Linked DNA regions of Mus musculus: region 1 is linked to region 2. A link is a contact called in public Hi-C data. All regions are on one chromosome and are shown on one strand. Each heading gives the region's core, a stretch centred on a gene start, on an enhancer-like site or on the middle of the called end of the contact. The rest is flanking DNA. Distances are from core to core; before and after follow the strand shown. Region 1 overlaps Spef2 (sperm flagellar 2). Region 2 overlaps Capsl (calcyphosine-like).

Region 1 (3,697 bases), core at 974-3,473, 210 kb before region 2:
ATATGGTATTGCCAAGAATATTAGTTACCATCAATAAACTGAGAGTAAAGTCATCCTTGCTGAAAATATCACTTATATACACATGAGAAAATAGAGTTGTTGCCCAACTAGAAGACTCATGCCCTAGTGACTATCAGTCATGGTTCTTGGAGAGACTTTGCACAATGCCAAAGGAGAGAAGTAAACATCAGAAACACCCAGCACCAGACCCTATGACCTACAAAGACCCATCTATAATATATATTGGTGTAATAGTACACAAACATTATGGGAGTAACCAACCACTTTCTACAAGTTGAATTTAAATTCCACTCCATGAGATGAAACCCATACCTGACACTTCTTAAATAGTCAAGAATCAAAGACTAAGTAGGGGAACAGAATTAGAGGAAAACCTACTACTAAGGCTTCTAAAGGAATATAGCAATAGAATTACCCTTAATGACATATTCCTATACCCGTAGATCAAGGCATCACTCAATCCTTATAAAACAAGCTGCTCCTTAAAATAGATGGAAGTCAACAAAGAGACTCACAGCTGGACAATGCACAGAGAAATAGAGGCTTTGAACCTCTCCTTCCTAAATGTATACCTTCACCAATCAGCCAATCAGCTCCCATAAAGGCTCGGGGATCTATGTGGAAGAGGAAGCACAAAGATTTTAAGGGTGTGTGTGTGTGTGTGTGTGTGTGTGTGTACTTTTGTGCATGTGTCATCCTTTCCATTTTGTTTTGGGAGTTTTTGTCTTATTGCATGTTTGTTTTGACCAATGTTTTTGTTTATTTTATTTTATTTTTTGAGAAAGAAGAAGAAATTGTATAGGTAGAGAGGTGGTAGAGAATCTGTGAGGAGGTGGAGAATGAAAAGAACATAATCAAAATATATTCTATTTAAATATATTTGCATATATTATATATGTTAATATAAACACTGAAACATTTGTAAACCAAAATATGGCTATTTCTACCTGGAATCTTGCACAAGTATGTTTTGTCAGTAAGTAGCAACTTTGATTGGTTTGGTTGATTGTCTAATTAAGTAATTTTTGTACCATAGCTAAAGAAATCTCACATGAAATTTCTCATGAAAATGTTGGCCGTCCTGGAACTGGTACAAGCCAAGATAATAAGAGCGAGGACCGGAACTTAAGAGACCACATACAGCACAGGTATGTTTTCTGCTTTGTGCACTTCCTATTTGTTGCCCTTCAAAGAGGTGACAATTGGTGACTTTCAAATGATAAGAATCTACAAAAAAGAAAGGAGATTCATCCCCTACCACAGAATCTTCTACAGGTTAAATCAAAACTATGTTTCTGCATTGAGTGAAATAGTATGTGAAAAACGTTTATATTTGCAGCCACAGTTGTCAGAGTCTGGGGAAACAAGCCAATCAGAAAATGCTTTTAAGCAAAAAATATCTTTTAAAAATCTTTAGCACAAAAATGAAATAATTTTAAAAATCAGGTTATCTTTACAATGTTCAGTGCCTTAAAAATGGCTTGTACACTGGGTCAGGTTGACACTCCTGCTAATGTATCTCTCAAATACCAACTCATCAACAGCTTGCTTTTAAGACAGTGAATCATGTTTATGCGACTCCCTTTTCTTACCCTATTATGCAACATATAATGTATTGAAATACATTGTAACAATGTATTTTGTGTGTGTGTCTAAAAAGAGAAGAAAAGAATGAAAAGTATATAAATGCATTAGTGTAGGTGAAACAGTTTCAGGTTTGATGGCTACGATTTTAGGCATGATTAACTTCAACCTTGAGACATACAATCATTTTATCTGTCATTGGTTCAAACTTTAGCATTAACATGATTAATAAAATTACCTGACAAAAAAAGGCCAAGAAAGTAAAAGAAGAAAAAATGTGAAAAAGAAAATGCTTTTAAGTTATATCTGTAGAATTCAGCAAACACTACTACCAGTGAAAGATCACAGAATTTCAAAGAACTGAAAGTCAAAACTGAAAAAGTTTATAGTAGCTTTTCGAGTTTACCAAAATGAAGTTACCTGGATTTCTCTGAATTGTGTGTAACTTTTCTTTGGAAAAGAAAATTTAGACAAAATTAGGCAATTTCATGAAACTCGAGATATCTAAAAATAAATGAGCAGGAAGTATAATTTGAGCTATAGGAAGCTGTCTATGCTCTAAGGGTGGGGGAGGGAGACAATGATTCAAGAATAACTTTTTACAAAGCTAACTAGCCTGTGCCTTCTCTCCTTACCTAAAGACCTCTTCACTTTGTATCTATAAGGGAAATAAAAAGTATGACCTGAGTGTTGGGGCTATGGCATCACTGAAAGAGCCATTAAATGAAGTCAGCCATTACTGTGAATGATATTTTCTTTCATTTTCAAACAGAGATTTGAACAAAAGCCAGATGTTTGCCAAATGCTTAGCATTTTCAAACCTTTCCATCCATACTTCTAAAATTCTAAAGCTTAAACCTTGATGCCATCAGACAAGTTCTTTAAATTTAGTATTTTTCCATCACATATAGATTCCATAAAAGTTAATTTTGGGGACTGAATTCCATGGCCAGGCTACTTCTTCATTATGAACTGTCAATCTACTAGATATCATGTTTAATGTCTTTTTACACAAACACTTAAATGAGTACCACATAGTCATATAATGTCTTTATTTCGCAGAATTGTTGGCTTCTTGGACAACTGGCCACTGTTGGAAGAGTGGTTTACACAGCCAAAAAACATTCTGACGAAAGTCAATGCTGAAATAGATGAAGCGCTCTTATGCCAAAAAGTAAAAGAAATTTTTGCTACTGAAACAGTAAACAAAAAGATCAAAGGTAATCCTATGCACATATGTTTGCGAACATATTAAATGGTTAAGAGTAACCATTGTATCTTGATCATATTCTTCCTCTCCCAACTTCTCACAGATCCACCCCACCCCCGCATTTCATACCAACCCAACTTTTTGTCATCAAGTATTTTTCTTTTTTCCTTTCTTTCTTCTCTTTCTTTCTCCCCTTTCTTTCCTTCTCTTTTTCCTTCCTTCCCTTTCCCTTCTTTCTTTCCTTCTCTTTCCTTCCTTCTTTCCTTCCTTCCTTCCTTCCTTCCCTTTCCCTCCCTTCCTTCCTTCTTTCCTTCCATCCTTCTGCTTGCTTGCTTGCTTGCTTGCTTTCTTTCTTTCTTTCTTTCTTTCTTTCTTTCTTTCTTTCTTTCTTTCTCTCTCTCTCTCTCTTTTCTTTTCTTTCTTTTTTTCTTTTCTTTTCTTTTCTTTTCTTTTCTTCTCTCTCTCTCCCTCCCTCCCTCCCTCCTCCCTTCCTCCCTTTCTTTCTTTCTCTTTTTCTATTTTTTTTTTTTTTTATATTTGGAGGCAAGGTTTCTCTGTGTAGGTGTCTTAGTCAGGGTTTCTATTCCTGCACAAACATCATGACCAAGAAACAAGATGGGGCGGAAAGGGTTCATTCGGCTTATACTTTCATACTGCTGTTCATCACCAAGGGAAGTCAGGACTGGAACTCAAGCAGGTCAGAAAGCAGGAGCTGATGCAGAAGCCATGGAGGGATGTTCTTTACTGGCTTGCCTCCCCTGGCTTGCTCAGCCTGCTCTCTTATAGAACCAAGATTACCAACCCAGAGATGGTCCCACCCTCAAGGGGCTTTCCCCCCTTGATCATTAATTGAGAAAATGCCTTACAGTTGGATCTCATGGA
Region 2 (3,888 bases), core at 704-3,203:
ATAGAGAAGGGAAAGGTGTCAGGTAAAGGGACATAAGAAAGAGTTCAGAAGCTGCTAAGGATGCTAAGTTGAAACAAATCAGAAGGTGGGTACACATGGAAGTGCCAGAAGCCATTTATCCTGAAACTTTTTTTTTTTTTTTTTGAGACAGGGTTTCTCTGTGTAGCCCTGGCTGTCCTGGAACTCACTTTGTAGAACAGGCTGGCCTCGAACTCAGAAATCCGTCTGCCTCTGCCTCCCAAGTGCTGGGATTAAAGGTGTGCGCCACCACTGCCCGCCTGAACCATTATTTAATAGTAAATTTCTCAGCATTCACTTGTTTGAACAAATTGTGTGTGCTCTATATTATTTTTATTTATAATGCTCCATATGCCTTTGACTCAACATTTAAAATTCTCCAACTTGGATTAAATGCTAACCTCTGTTGCTTTTGTTTTCATTGTGTTTCTCAATATGAATGCTACTGATGCTTAGCAGTAACTCATATATTCCCTTTAGGAGGTTAATAGCCTCAATACCTAACAAGGTTTATAAGAAAATTGATAAACCAATTCTCTCCCCCTCTCTGTCTCTGTCTCTGTCTCCATCTCTCTCTCTCTCTCTCTCTCTCTCTCTCTCTCTCTCACACACACACACACACACACACACACACACACACACACTCACACCTTTCTCCATTTGTTTTTGTTTGTGTAATAAATATTCAGATATAGAAGAAGGTAACCTGGGCAGTCCAGACTTAGTTCGCACAGCTCTTACTTCAGTGGAAAAAGCCCAAGACCAAAATCCTAGAGACCTGATTTCTGACAATATCATGATGTCACTGACATCACACCCCACACTAAAGTGTTTCTGAATCCAAAAGACCCTTTGAGCACAACATATGTCAGGTTGGACTTGGCCTACAAAGGAGTCCTTTAAACCTATTCATGGTGAATATGAGCTTACCCCCCAAAGTCTCCACTATTCACTGCTTATGACAATATGGACCAGAGAACACACAGCACCAGGATCTGCTCAGCATCTGATGAGGGACACAGCAGGCATCACATACCACAGCAGGAGCATGCTAGCTCCAGGACCCTTTGCTCTTTTGTCAAGCCATACTATAGTCAATATGGAGATCCCACCTGTAGACTTCCTTTAACTTTAATTTTTATCTCAGAGATCCTACTCAAAAGTGCTATTGATGCATGAAAGGTGGGTGCACATTAGGAACAGGAACCAAAGTATAGATTGGTAAAATAACTTTCCTGCAAGTGGCCTCAAACAGCAGACATTGGACTTTTGAGTCTTAGCAGAACTCTTTCTCTTCCACCATGTGTATCAGCATGTAAGTGAATTTTTCTGGCACTTTCTTATGCAAAATAAAAACAGAGTTTGGGAAGAGCAGATACTGGGAATTGGGACTCTGCCTACTTCTGCCTTCTGAGGCCAATTCTACCAGGGATGATGTAAGCTGATATCTCTGAATATGACTTGATAAATTCAGGGGGGAAATTATAGCCAAGCATGGTGTTTGAAATGCCCATATTAACCATCCTTCTCCATAATTTGGTCCCTCAACTCATCGACAAACAACCAATATTTACTACGTTATGTCCTCTTTTCAATGTACCATCTCAGGCCAGGAGGAAAGAGGGGTACCTGAAAGAACCACGCTCTTAATTTGAATTCTGAGGCCTAATATTAAAGCAGAACAGGACAAAAAAAGTTTTCAGGACCTGGGGTTTGAAAGAAAGGCAGGATAGAGTCCTATTTCTGATAAAGAAATACACACTCAAGAGATCTGAGGTTTCAATGGCACATGCAGCCTCTGGATACAATATCATGATGTCACTGACATCACACCCCACACTAAAGTGTTTCTGAATCCAAAAGACCCTTTGAGCACAACATATGTCAGGTTGGACTTGGCCTACAAAGGAGTCCTTTCTGACGCATGTGACCACAGCACCACCATGTGTTGGCTCAGCATATGTACAGTTCTCTCATCAGAGGCACAGTTCTGTCCATGTCTTCTATGGATGTCTGAGAGATTCATTACCTCTAACCAGTTTGCTAGGTGTGGGGCAACGGAGGACACAGATGGCCTGGAATCCCCCTCTAGTTCCATGACCGAGCTATCCAAGGACGCAGATATCACAGCCCAGCACACGGACTTTCTGAGGTGTCACAATGCCTACATTTTACTCATAATAGAAGGTAAAAGTTATCAAGGCTAGAGCTATGAGACTCTGACAAGGCAGAGCACCATATATTTTAGACGATTGCTGTACCACATGCTTTGGACAAAGCAGAAGAGTAAATAACATAAGTGGACCAATCTTTATTTTCATTCCCTTTGTATGTGTCCATGGACATGTATGTCACATGTGTAAGGGTACACAAGGAGGACAGGAGAGAGCTGGACGCTCTGAATCTGGTTGTGGGTAGGTTTGAGCTGCCTGACATGAGTGTTGAGATCTGACCTAGGGTCTTCTGGAAGGGCAGCAAGTGGTCTGAACTGCTGAACCAAACCATGGAAGGCTGGTGGAGACTGAAAGGAAGTGTTGGAAGGAGAGATGGGGAAAGTATAAAACCAGCCAGGTAACTGACTTCCAATTCAAAGGAGCTTAGGATGAGACTAAGGGATGAAGGTGGACTACAGTGCTTACAAAAAGGAAAGAACAGTGATGTAGAGAACCCTGTGGGTGAATTGAAGAGAAGGTACAGAAGATAAGGTGTGCGACCAAGTGGAGCCTGGTGCATCCAATATGACAGCTGGACCCTTTGGACAGTGATGAATTCATTTAAAATGGCAAGTGACTGAACTGGGAGTTTGAGGGGAAGGGAAGACTAGGGTTACAAAGCTGTTGATTGCCTCTACCTCTCCCTACCCTCGCCCAGCTACACACACAATGGCAAGTGAAGGGGATATCCACAGAGCAGCAGAAGGCAGTGACTGGGAGATCTGGAACAGAGGCTGAGTGGAGTAGCCAGCCACAAAGGAGACTGGTGCACTGGGGCCAAGCTGGCTTGCTCACTCCATCGCTCTTTTGTACAGTTGGCTGCTGCCCCTGACAGAGTTCTCAGCCAGGATTTCCAGCGTTCTTGTCGGATGAGATGTGGAAAGTTGCAATTGCAGGGATCTGCTTCTGAGAGCATGTCTTTTTCTTGTTTTCTTTTCTTTCTTTCTTTTTTTTTTTTTTTTACAATAAAGATAAATTTATTTTGACTATCACGTGAAAAGAGAAAAGAATGATATGTGTCATAAGGAATTTTTTAAACATACAGAAAGATAGATGGACAAATGAATAGATGAATGGATAATAGATAGATAGATAGATAGATAGATAGATAGATAGATAGATAGATAGATAGATAGATAAAAGAGACAGAGACAAATGTGTCTTCCTTTTATCTTTACTATTTTCCTGCTCAAGAAAGCAAACATGTGTCCTTTCCTATAACCTCAGATTTTTTTCTTTTATTTAAAGTTCATGATTCTTATTAGTCTTCCTTCTCCAAACTTCACACACAAGTTTATCAAGTCTATTCTGCATTAATCTTCCTTCCTTCCTTCCTTCCTTCCTTCCTTCCTTCCTTCCTTTCTTCCTTCCTTTCTTCCTTTCTTCTTAAAGGTTCTGTTTAGGCTTACCTGTAGGGAATAAAGATTCAATAAGGCCCCACCTGCACTTCTCCACTCCATTGGGTTGTCTTAGTACTACCTGGTGGCTGCAAACTGAATTATCCCTCCCTCTTCCCTCCTCCCTCCCTCCTTCTTCCCTCCCTCCTCTCTCCTTCCTCCCTCCCTCCTTCCTTCCTTCTCCCTCCCTCTGTGGGTCCCCATGGCCTTGGGTGAAGACAGAATGACATGGCTCCTGCCCCTGGGACACGGCCAATATA

What was found. A called contact is a pair of places that touch in the nucleus more often than the background predicts.
Region 1: a Hi-C map of Th2 cells shows a contact between it and region 2, with 5 times the contacts expected there. The contact joins two enhancer-like sites. A contact is called at or near these places in 2 of 15 datasets of contacts at CTCF or cohesin (large pre-B cells and pro-B cells), 2 of 484 Hi-C or Micro-C datasets (Th1 cells and Th2 cells) and 2 of 115 datasets of contacts at active chromatin or transcription factors (Th17 cells and large pre-B cells).

The regions. Positions count from the first base shown.
Region 1 is chr15:9,666,262-9,669,958 of GRCm38.p6, reverse strand. It overlaps Spef2 (sperm flagellar 2), which reads left to right. Exons shown (of 37, transcript NM_001305042.1): 17 at 1,058-1,169; 18 at 2,668-2,825. Among named protein-coding and RNA genes, the nearest start is that of Spef2, 81 kb to the left of the region's middle. Within about 2 kb of position 2,223, at least 7 of the 459 cell types and tissues checked have an H3K27ac peak or open chromatin away from gene starts, as enhancers often do. A contact at or near this core is called in Th17 cells and Th2 cells, where this site is marked.
Region 2 is chr15:9,453,511-9,457,398 of GRCm38.p6, reverse strand. The region is part of intron 1 of Capsl (calcyphosine-like); the gene reads right to left. Among named protein-coding and RNA genes, the nearest start is that of Capsl, 19 kb to the right of the region's middle. Within about 2 kb of position 1,953, at least 86 of the 459 cell types and tissues checked have an H3K27ac peak or open chromatin away from gene starts, as enhancers often do. A contact at or near this core is called in Th17 cells and Th2 cells, where this site is marked.